Regions from separate parts of the Manis pentadactyla genome. Here region 2 is linked to region 1. Evidence: chromatin contacts called from public Hi-C data. All regions are on one chromosome and are shown on one strand. Each heading gives the region's core, a stretch centred on a gene start, on an enhancer-like site or on the middle of the called end of the contact. The rest is flanking DNA. Distances are from core to core; before and after follow the strand shown. Region 1 holds the start of TREH (trehalase). Region 2 holds the start of UPK2 (uroplakin 2).

Region 1 (5,588 bases), core at 1,965-4,464:
AAGGGCCCTTCCATTTGGGGGACCTTCAGAGACCCCACTGGTTCACTAAACCTCTAAGAGTCCTGCATTAAAACCTTTGTTTTGCCCCCCATCAATGTTTGATTTACTCACCCCGTTTTAATAACCCATTTAGATGTCTGCCCTGGGGAACAAGTCCTTCGCCTTCCTCCTCTGTCTATCCCACTCTCTTTGGAATTAGTCTCATCTTCTTCATCACTTGTTATTTCAGAATAATTTTTTCCTTTGGAGAGGGCTCAGAGGCTGCAGGCCGTGCCTCAGGCCGGCCGGAATCAGGGTCTGCGTCCGGGGCCCTAAGACGAGAGGCTGAGGTTGAGGCTGGCCAGAATCTAAGCATGGCCCGTCTCTCTCACTTTCATTTTGCTTTTATGGATAACAGTAACCAAAGGATTATATTTGTAGTTTTTTATTATTTTGCATTTTCTTCTGCATCCCCTGAGCCAACAGCCTAGGAGCTGGATTGTGATCTCTACGTTCCCTCGGCAGCTTTTACGTCCAGTTAGCTGATCACAGCCCAGCTGCTGTTCAGAACCATGGGTGACCCTGCGGCTGTCAAGGAATCAAAGGAACCTCACCCCTTGCTGTCGTGTTGCTCTTCCCGAGCCACATGTTTCAGCAGGGTAGGTCATTCTAGCAAATCATACATTCCCTGACCATCAGCTGCAGTGCTGTGATATAACTGGCATGACAAGCTAGCTCAGACACCGTCCCCAGGCCGAGGGTCCAGTCCCCAGTAAGGCCCCTCACTCCACCTCCAGTTGCAAGCTCAGAGGTCCCCAAGTTATCCCACTTCTGACCAACTGGCTACAAATTTGGCAGCGAACTCCTCAGGTTCAATAATTTACTAGAATGACTCATAGGACCCAGGAAAGCAGTATATTTATATGATTATAGTTTTATTACAAGGAATAAATCAGGACGTATCACCCTCCTGGCACACTGAAATGCTCAGCAAACAGGAGACTCCACTGAGCTTTGGTGTCCAGAGCTTTTATTGGGGTCTCATTACATAGGGATGATTGACTGAATCACTGGCCACGTGATTGACTCCAATCTCCAGCCCTCCTCTCCTCCCTGGAGCTCAGGCTCATGTGTCCCAAAGCCCTGACCGTGTGATCACATGGTCCTTCTGGTGTGGCCTCCCCTTTTCCTGAGTCCTCTCATTAGCAGGACCCGTGTAGGGCCCACCATAGTCATCTCATTAACATAAACTGTCAGGACCTGCCCCGAATACCAGATGCACTCCTGTCACTTGAAAGTCCCAGAGCTTAGAGGTTACCTCCCAGGACCCAGGATAACGACTAGACAAATTCTTCATTATACAACAAGTAGCTTCTACAGTAAAGGGTTGACTTAGCAGGTCTGGTGTATTCAACCCTGCAACCCTGCATATTTTTAAGAGTCTGGTGTGTGCCTGACTCCTGAGAGATAACCTCTCGGCTGCTGGAGCCCCGCTTGATAAATCTTTGTTTACCTGGGACCTTGGGCCTTACCAGATGTTTAATGCACAAATAATATATGATATTTTATGTGATTTATGGTGGGGGCTGAGGACCACCCAGTATCACCAGGACCTTTAGAAACCTGGAAACTGAGTAACTAAGATCTGCTATGCGGATTCCATGCCTCTGTAATGAGTCCCCAGTAAAACTCCTGGACACCAGGGGAGCTTCCTGTTGTCACACACTGTGCCTGGAAAAATTAAATGCTATCCACCTAAGTCCACTGGAAGTGGACGATTGGAAGGCTGTGTTTCTTCTCTCCTGACTCTGCCCTAAATGCCTTTTACCTTTCCTGATTTAATCTGTATCCTTTCACTGCAATAAACTACAATCACGGATATAATGATTCGGTGAGTACTAGTAAGCCGCAGAGGCTGAGGGCGGTCTTAGGACTGCCAGCACGGCCGTCTTTGCACCCTTTGGCAACTGACCTAATACTTGACAAACCTCTTGATCCACGGCTTCTCTGAAATCCCTACTACAATTGTTCCGGACAAAACCCATGAATTATCCCAGATATGTCCTTTCTCTTTATATTCCACAATCAATCATCAGCAAGTCTTATCAGTCTAATCTTCAAACTATATTCCATATTGAAGCACTTCTCACCTCTGTGGTCCTACGGCTGGAGCCCAAGCCCTGGCCCCTTTTCCCTGCAGCCTATTCCCTGGCCTATTTCTACCAGTCTCAACCACTCAGACCACCCCAGATCCTTAAAAGGTGACCTCAGGGCCTTTGCATTGCAGTTTCCATGTGTGGACTGTCTTCTCCCAGATCCGCACAGGGACGGTTCCTTCCATAGCCCTGCTCAAACATCACCTCCTCAGAGACACGTTCCCTCCCTGTCCTATCTGAAACAGCTCTGCTCACCCCCATGAGCAGCCCCCTAGTTTCATTTTACTTTTAATTGTGCTTCTATCAGTATTTAGCTTCTAGTATTACTTTTCTTGCTTACTAGGTAAGGCCCGTGGAGGTAGGGACCTCGCTTTTCTTGTTCACTGCTGCAGTCAAGAGATGGAGTGAGAACTCAATAAATCCAGGTCAAGTGAAGAATGGGCAACGCCTTGTGAGCCCCGGAGGCAGGACAGGTCCCCTGCCTCTATTATTTGGAGATGGACACTATGGCTCTGGAAGGAGGTCGCACTTGCCCTTGATCACAGAGGTCAGGGGTTAACCCAGGAGCTCTTCTCGACCTTACAACCCCTGTCACACCCAGGCTAGGGAAATGGGGCAGAAAGTTTCCTAGAAAAAAGCTGAGAACAGCCCTGCACAGCCCGAGGAGCAGCTTGGAGGGAGGGCAGGAGAGAGGGAGGCTTTGGCCAGCAGGCTCCTGGACCGCGCGTGGCCGGCCTCCGGCGGCTCCGTCTCCTCCCAGCACCGCAGCTCTGGTGCCTGGCACAGGGCTTGCTGCGTGGGAAACCCAGCTCCCCCTGCCTCTCTTCCCTCCGGAGGGCTGACCCCAGCGCTCAGCTCATCCCAGCCTTTCAGCCTGGCCTTCCTGTGCTGTCCCCAGATGTCTTTTCTGCCCCTACCTGTCACAGGGTGGGGGCAGGGCCGCCTGGGACCCCAGCCCCAGCAGAAGCATCAGGCCCAGCTCCCAGGAGTCCCCAGGCATGGCGGCTGTGGCTGTGGCGAATGAGCCAGTCCAGGCCCCTCCTGCTGGCTGGGGCACAGCCTGGCTTGCCTGCCTACTCAGGGCAGCCAAAGTCCAGGTTTGAGGTGTGGCCGCCTGAGGGGATGTGAGCCTGGCCTACACGTGGCCACCCCCACTCCCCACCTCCAGCTTTGGACTTTTTCTCCTCTTCTGCTTCTGTCTCAGCCGGTGCCACCTGCCCATGCCCTTCCTTAGAGCCAAGTGGGGTGGGGGTGGAGGGGCACCTGAGTGTCAGGGTCAAATTAGGCCACACATCTGTGACTCAGATGCCAGTTTCTCAGGTGGCCCCAAGACCACCACCTCAGAGGGCTGCCATTTCCATCAACATTTTCCAGAATGGCTCAAGATTCCATCCCAGGGGTGGTGAGAAACTCCAGGACTCTCACCGTTACCTACAAGGGACTCCACGAGAGGTCAGGGGAGCACACCCCACCTGCCTGACGAAGAGCAGGGTGACCCACCTGAGTGCTGACGTCTGCAGCGGGCCTTGCAGATCACTTAGGAGTTTGCTGAGGGAACGGGCTGGAGGCATCCTGCTAAGGGACGGGGAGAAGCGCAGCCCTCAGCATCAGGATGAGCCGAAGGGGCAGGGGTGGGGCAGGGGCACATCAGGAGGCTCCCGGACCCGTGAGTCAGGCCTGAAATGATGCCAGCGTGGGGGAGGTGCTTACCGCCCCCCTCACCGTGTGAGTTGAGTGACTGTGTGACCGTCGCTTTAAGACTCAGGCTCGCTGTCCGGGGTGCCCACTGTGGGGCCTGAGCAGCACTTGCCACAAGACAAGAGGGCCAGGCCCTGTGCTCTCCCTGGCAGCACCCCTGCCCTCCCCATGGGGACGGTGGAATAGCTGCTCACCTCTGTTTGCCCGCCTCCTTCCTGCCATCCCTGCCTCCACATACTATATACGCCCTTCCTTTTTATTTTTATTAAAGTATCATTGATATACAACCTTATGTTGGTTTCAATTATACAAGTGGTTCAACAGTTACCATACTGTCAAGTCATCGCCGCTTCAGTTGTAGTCACTGTCTGTCAACGTAGTAAGATGTTACCGAATCGTTAACTGCATTCTCCGTGCTGTACTGCTGTTCCCGGGACCAACGTATATTATGATTGTGAATTATTGTGCCCCTTTAGTCCCCCCTCCTCCCCACTCCCCCTTGGTACCCACTAGGCCCTTCTCTGTGTCTGTGAGTCTGCTGCTATTTTGTTCCTTCTGTTTCACTTTGTTTTATACTCCACAAATAAGTGAAATCATATGCTATTTGTCTTTCTCCGCCTGGCTTATTTCACTGAGCATAATACCGTCTAGATCCATCCATGTTGTTGCAAATGGCAGGATTCTTTTCTTTTTATGGCTGAATAGTATTCCATTGTGTATATGTACCACATCTTTACCCATTCATCTCTTGATGGACACTTAGGTTGCTTCCATATTTTGGCTATTGCAAATAAAGCTACAGTGAATATAGGGGTGCATATGTCTTTTTTAATCAGGGACTTTGCTTTTTTTAGGTAAATTCCTAGGAGTGGAATACTGGGTCAAATGGTATTTCTATTTTTAGTTTTTTAAGGAACCTCCATATTGCTTTCCACAATGGTTGAATTAATTGACATTCCCACCAGCAGTGCAGGAGGGTTCCCCTTTCTCTGCATCCTCGCCAGCATTTGTTGTTCTTAGTCTTTTCGATGCTGGCCATCCTTACTGGTGTGAGGTGATATCTCATTGTGGTTTTAATCTTCCTTTTTTTTTAAAAAAAAAACATATTTTCTTGTGGTTAAAGATATATAACATAAAATTTACCATTTCAACCATTTTTAAGTACACAATTCAGTTTATATTACATTCACAATGTTCTGCATTATAACTTTAGCTTAGTTTCAAAATATTTTTTAATCATAAACACTCTCTAACCGTTAAATGATAACTTCTCTGCCCTCCCTCCCGATGGCCCTGCAAATCACTATTCTACTTTCTGTGTTTCTGAATTGGCCCGCTCGAGGTACTTCATTTAAGAGGCATCATACAACATTTGTCCTTTTGTGCCGGACTTATTTCATTAGCATGTTTGCACAGTTCATCCATGTTTAAGCATGTATGAAAATTTCACTCCTCTTTAAGGTTGACAAACACTCCACTGCACGCACCGATCACATTTTCTTTATCTGTTTTCTGTTGAGGGGCACTTGGGTTGTTTCCACCTTTCGGCTCTTGTGAATAATGCTGCTGTGAACTTGGGTGTACAAATACCTGCTCAAACTCATGCTTTCAGTTCCTTTGGGAATGTACCTAGAAGTGGAATTGCTGGAATTGCTGGATCATATGGTAATTCTATGTTTAACTTTTGAAGAACTGCCAGACAGTTTTCCATAATAGCTAAAACATTTTACATTCCCACCACCAATACACAATAGT
Region 2 (5,588 bases), core at 1,063-3,562, 170 kb after region 1:
GATCCCTGCCCCACACCCCTGCAGAAAGATCTAAGGGCAGAGGCCTGAAGGGGGGCTGATAGGTCCAGATGAGCTCACTTCCCACCTTCTCCTCAGCACCACCAACATACCAGGAGGCACCTCCTGAATCCTCCTTCCCTGCGCCCACCGTAGGTTCCTCCAGATGACTCAGAAGGGGACCCAGCCCAAGCCAAGAGCCTAAGGAACTCGGGGGATGGGGAGAAGGACAGGCTCTTCCCTACCCTCCTTCACACCCGCCTCCCCTGGCTGGCAGGGCTCCTAGCACCCCATGGAACCACAGACTCCACTTCACCCGGACCTTCAGTCCCCCAACACCCTTAGCCAGTTGACCCAGTTGGACCCACCTCGTTTTATGACTTTGGTTATCTGCCTGGCCCCTGGAGACACTGGGGTCTGTAGCCCCTGTCCAGGCCCCCACAGCATTTCAGTCCATCCAGCTGCAGGGAGAACTGGGGCCCTCCCTCCCCACGGGCCACCCGGAGGGCCACCGCTCTGCCCTGTCGCCACCCGCTCTCCCGGCTCTTCCACACTCCTCACATCTCTGTTCCACCAGGACCTCACGGGACACGCCGGCCCCCGGACACTTCCATCGCAGCTTTTCATTTCCAGCCTAGACCCTGGTCTCATTCTTGCCGATACCCTCACATTTCCATGCCTCGAAACCCCAGACCCAGAGTCGGCGCGACCTGACAGCTTTATCGCGTCTACACGCAAGCCGTTGAGTAATTTGAAAAACTTCCAAAATGTCAAGGTCAGCACGATGGTTGATTTTATGTGTCCACCTGACTGGGTCCTGGTGCTCGGATATTGGTCAAATATTCTGGATGGATCTGCGAAGGTGTTCTTTGGATGGGAGTAACACTTAAATCAGTGACCCTTGAGGAAAGCAGAGCACCCCAGAACACAGATGGGCCTAGTCCAGGCTGTTGAAGGCCCGAATAGAACAAAGACTGGTCTCCCGCCTTCTTCCCTCCAGAAAGAAGGAATTCTGCCAGCTTCCGGATTCGAGCTGCAGCTCTTTGCTGAATCCCCAGCCTGCCGGCCTCCCTCATCAGATTTTGGACTTGCCAAACTCCCACAATCACAGGAGGCAAACCCGCACAATGACTCTCTCTCTATACACATCCTGTGCGCCCCGTTTCTCTGGAGAACCCTGACTAACGCAGTCAGTGTCCCTGAAGATGAGTGGTCCCCAAGCCCAGCTGGGTTGTTGCCACCAAACATGCCTTTCCAAGGCCCTTAGGAGCTGTGCCCTTCTCTCCTCAACAGCTATTCCAAACTCTCGGCCCTTCTCCCCACTGGGTTTCCTGCTTCCCAGAGAAAGCAGGGGCTGCCAGGAGGGAGATCCCTTAACTTAGTTCTTCCATCCCCTGCCTGTCCCACTCCAACCCCCCAAAAAGTCTAGCATTTCTCTGCCCCACGACCCCTGAACCTTCTCTCTTCTGGAAAGGGCCATTCTCCCTCCCCCAGGAGCCTGTCAGTTACACCCCTCCCTCTCCTGCACCTCTGCCATTAAAACAAAGCAGAGGAGCCCTTCCTGGGCCCAGGTCCCCTCCAGCTGCCTGTCAACCTCGCTTCCCAGCCAAGCTTCTCCAAAGAGCAGTCTACACCTTCCAACTCTTCTTCCTCACCTCCCAGTTACGTCTGTACACCGACAGTCGGCCGCTGCCTTCCGCACCTACAGGAAGCGGCCCCTAAGGGTGGGCATTATCCTCAGGATGCTAGGCCCAGTGGACATTTTTCAGTCCTTCCCTCCAGCTCTGACCTTCCTGCCATTGGATACCTTTTTGGAACCCTCCACCCACTCCCTCTTGGCTTTCCTCCTATGTATCATTCTTCCTTCATCAGCAACTCCCCGTCCATCTGTCCTGTAAACGCTCTTTCCTTTCCTCAGCTCCCTCCTTCTCTTCTACTTTCTTTAGGGAAAAAAAGCTCTCTTTTCCACATTCCTGATTTTAACTTCTGCTCACCTCCCTTCTCACACCTCTCCTCTGATCTAGACTCATATACTCAATTATGAAAGTATCATTTCATCTGAATTTCCCAAGATACCTGTCTTAGTTATCTCTTACTTACTGTATAACAGCTTACCCCCAAACTTAATAGCTTAGAAAAACAAACATTTATCCCGAGAATCAGGTATCTGGTGAAAGACTTGCTGGGGTGGTTCTGGCTCAGGGTATCTCATGAAGTTACAGTGAAGACGTTAACCTGGGCAGTTATCCGAAGCCTTGCTGGGTTGGAGGATCTCTCCAGCTTGCTCATTCACAGGCTGATACATTCTCCACAGTTTCCAAAATGATCTTTGCACAATTAGAACTTCTCAAAGGCTTTCAGTTTTCTTCAGGGTAAAAATCAAGCTCCTGAGCAAGCATACAAAAACCGCTGGTGGTCCAGCCAGTGGCCAGAGTTCTCACCACGACTGTCTTTGAACACTTCGTTCTAGCCAAGATGTATTGTTCACAGCTCCCAGAAGGCATCAGGGTAATCCATATCTCTGTGCCATTTTATATACTGCTCCCTCTTTGGGGAATAGCCTCTTCCACTTATTCCAACCAGGCTAACTCGGGTTCATTCTCTAAACTCAGCAACGTGAGAGCTGGAACTGATTCTTGTCTTGTATCTCACTAGCTGTCATGGTTCCCACCATACAGGAGTTGAATAACGAATGCTCACTGAATGAATAAGTGAGCCAGCTGTTCCTGTGTGCCCAGTACCCCTGTGGCATGCTTGGTATACAAGGAACAGCTGGTCCACATTTCTGTCACTTTTCTCCCTCAGATCACCTTTCCTGCCCATCCATCTCCCTTTGCATCAGTGACACAAATGGAAAAACAAACTCTGAATTCTACCCCCACTCCTTCCCTACCAGCTCTATGATCTTGGGAAAATCGTTTATTGCTCCTGAGCCTCCGGCCTTCTTCTGCACTAAGGGTTAATAAAAAGGAGAGGATAAGATGAATTACTTAAATTAATATTTATTGAACCAGATACTGTGCTAGGCACTCTTAAATAAATTAGCTTGAGTGACAGTCATAATATCCCAGTGAGACAGATTTTATACCCTCTATAGAAGAGGAAACTGCAGCTTAGAGCAGTTAGGTAGGTATCTTGGCCGAGGTCACAAAGCTGGAAGATTTGGAGTAAGTGGTTGTATCACAAGCAACTTTAGGAAAAATAAAGGGCCATCCAGATCTCTTCCAACCCTCAACAGCTAAGATTTTCTGTTCTCACACCTTTCCCAGCTCCAGATCTCAAGGACACAGGCTCTGCCATTTCCCATCAGACGGACATGTGGTGAGTACTGAGGTTCAAAATGACTCACCTAAAGTCATATGGTATCACTCACCCACAAGAGGACAATAGTCTCCATCAGAGGCTGAAATGCCCACAGAGCCAAGTGGACACATTTCTCTAATTGACTGGCAAGGAGAAGAGTGGCATTGTGGAAAGAGAACCATGGGTGTATCAGACAGACGTGGGTTCTGATCTGAACTCTTCTGGCTGCTACCGTAGATCAAGGACAAAAAGTACCACAGTTCAGAGAGAGCACATCTGCTGTCGGAGCTAATCTTCTAGTCCAGTTACTGTAGAGATTTGACCAGCACCAGGAAGATGCCTCACCCCTGGTATTCCACCACTGAGTTGGCCCGCTCTCTCCAAAGTTCTCAACGTGCAAAAGATCCTCTTGCAGGTTGTAAAAGGATGGTAGGATCTGATGTGAAAAGGAAAAAAACCCAAGGTTTTCCACGAGGCCGGGAACTTATTTCATCTTTATATCCCTGCTGCCTAGCACAGTTCCAGGGACATACCTAGTACTTAGTTAAGTGTTTGTTGACCTGACTATGGGATCTGAGAAGAAGGAGGCAGGAGAGGAAACTTGGGTGAGTTTAGAATTGAGAATCCAAGGAGTGGACAGCCTAGAAAGAGTGAGTCCAAGAGAGACACTCCAGGCATCCGTGGCCCTGGTTCCCTTCCTCCAAACCATGAGGAATCCTCCAGAGGAACAGGGTGCTGTGGCTTTAAATGACTCCAGCGTTGTCAATGAACCCTCTCCACTAAAAGAGTTATCCTCTCGCTCCTGCGCTTGGCCTCCCCCTCCTCTCGGCTCCCCAAACCCTTCTCAGCCCCTGTGATGGGATAATTAGATGCGAGAGCTCAGCACAGATGATGCTCCAGTTGCTTAGCAACTAATGGTTTCCATGGAGACCGCAAAGCACAGCCTCCAGAGCAGCCAGTGAGCAGCTCGGCAGGGCAGGGAGAAGACGCAACTCTCAGTTCCTCCAGAAACCTGGGGAGGGCCCAGGGTGGGGGGAACTGAGGGAGAAGGGGGGGCTTAAAGGCACAGGGCCCTCTTATCCCTTTAAAATATGCTCAGAGCTCTGCCCTCTCCGACGCCACTTTGTCCCATATACGATTTCCAGGGGGATGGGGGCTTAGGAGTAGCCCCAGCCTGACCCACCCTGCAGTAAACCCAACCTCTTCTCTCTGCTTCCTGGTTTGTGACTGAAACGGGAAGAGAGACCTTTCAAGCCCAGCTGCAAACATCCTTCTGGGTGCATGATGGGATCTGACAGAGTGCCAAGCACTGGAAGACTCCTTACCCCCAGCCTTCCACCACTGAGTCTGTCCACTCTCTAAAGTTCTCAGCGTGCAAAAGATCCTCTTGCAGTTTGTAGAATGATGGTGGGAGCTGATGTAAACGGGGACAAAAGCCAGGGTGCAGGACAAACAGAATAACAGAATTCAGTTCTTCACCCAGAGGCAAGTGTCCTGGGAGGCAGGAGAGGCACCTGCCCCTGAGCCCCATCAGGGGACCCAGTGTGCATGCTGGGGCTGGGGGTGCAGCCGACACAGAGCATCTGGCAGCTCCAAGTGTGGGCCTCTCAGACTAGCATCCATCAGCGTCACCTGGAAGCTCGTTAGAAATGCAGAATTTCAGGCTTCACCTCAGACCCACTGAATCAGAAATCATATCTTAACAAGCTCCCTGGAGATTCATAGGCCCATTAAGTGGGGAAAAGCACTGGTCTAAGACCCTCTGCTTGGGCCCATGAGTTCTCTCTGTACTGTCACCCCCTCCCTGCACCCCAGGCTTCGAACCTACATGGGGGCAAGGACAAAACCCTACCAGCCTCTCACTTCCCCACCAGGACCCTGACCCTTCTCCGGCACTGAGGAAGACAGGAAGGTTCATGGAGCGGAGAGGCAGGAACATGCTCCGCAGACCCCATTCCGCTCCCCACAAGGGACTCACCCCTCTGAGTTTCGGTGCCACATCTGCAAAAGGGAGTGAATAACGTCTGCTGCCCACAGCTGTCAGGATACCTGGGCTGGTGCATGCAGGCACTGACCCTCGCCCCTCCTTCCCACTGCCCATCACTCCCCCTTCATGTTTCTAAGGGGCACAGGGGTGGGGGCAGCGTCAGAGAAGTTGTGTCCCTTTCTCCCTTTCTCCTACCAAGTCTCTCTCTCTTCTTTATTCTCAATCTGGTCACCAGTGGTGCTGACCAAGGTGACGGCCCCCCACCTGGGCCGGTCAGTGCACCCCTCTGGGCTCTCTGCAA

Evidence for each region. A called contact is a pair of places that touch in the nucleus more often than the background predicts.
Region 2: a Hi-C map of fibroblasts shows a contact between it and region 1, with 5 times the contacts expected there. The contact joins the promoter of UPK2 here to the promoter of TREH in region 1. A contact is called at or near these places in 2 of 3 Hi-C or Micro-C datasets (fibroblasts and skin fibroblasts).

Annotation. Positions count from the first base shown.
Region 1 is chr13:5,504,289-5,509,876 of mManPen7.hap1, forward strand. TREH (trehalase) reads right to left here and starts at 3,215. Exons shown (of 15, transcript XM_057490627.1): 1 at 3,053-3,215. The coding sequence starts at 3,135.
Region 2 is chr13:5,671,402-5,676,989 of mManPen7.hap1, forward strand. UPK2 (uroplakin 2) reads left to right here and starts at 2,313. Exons shown (of 6, transcript XM_036919981.2): 1 at 2,313-2,505; 2 at 3,267-3,318. The coding sequence starts at 2,473.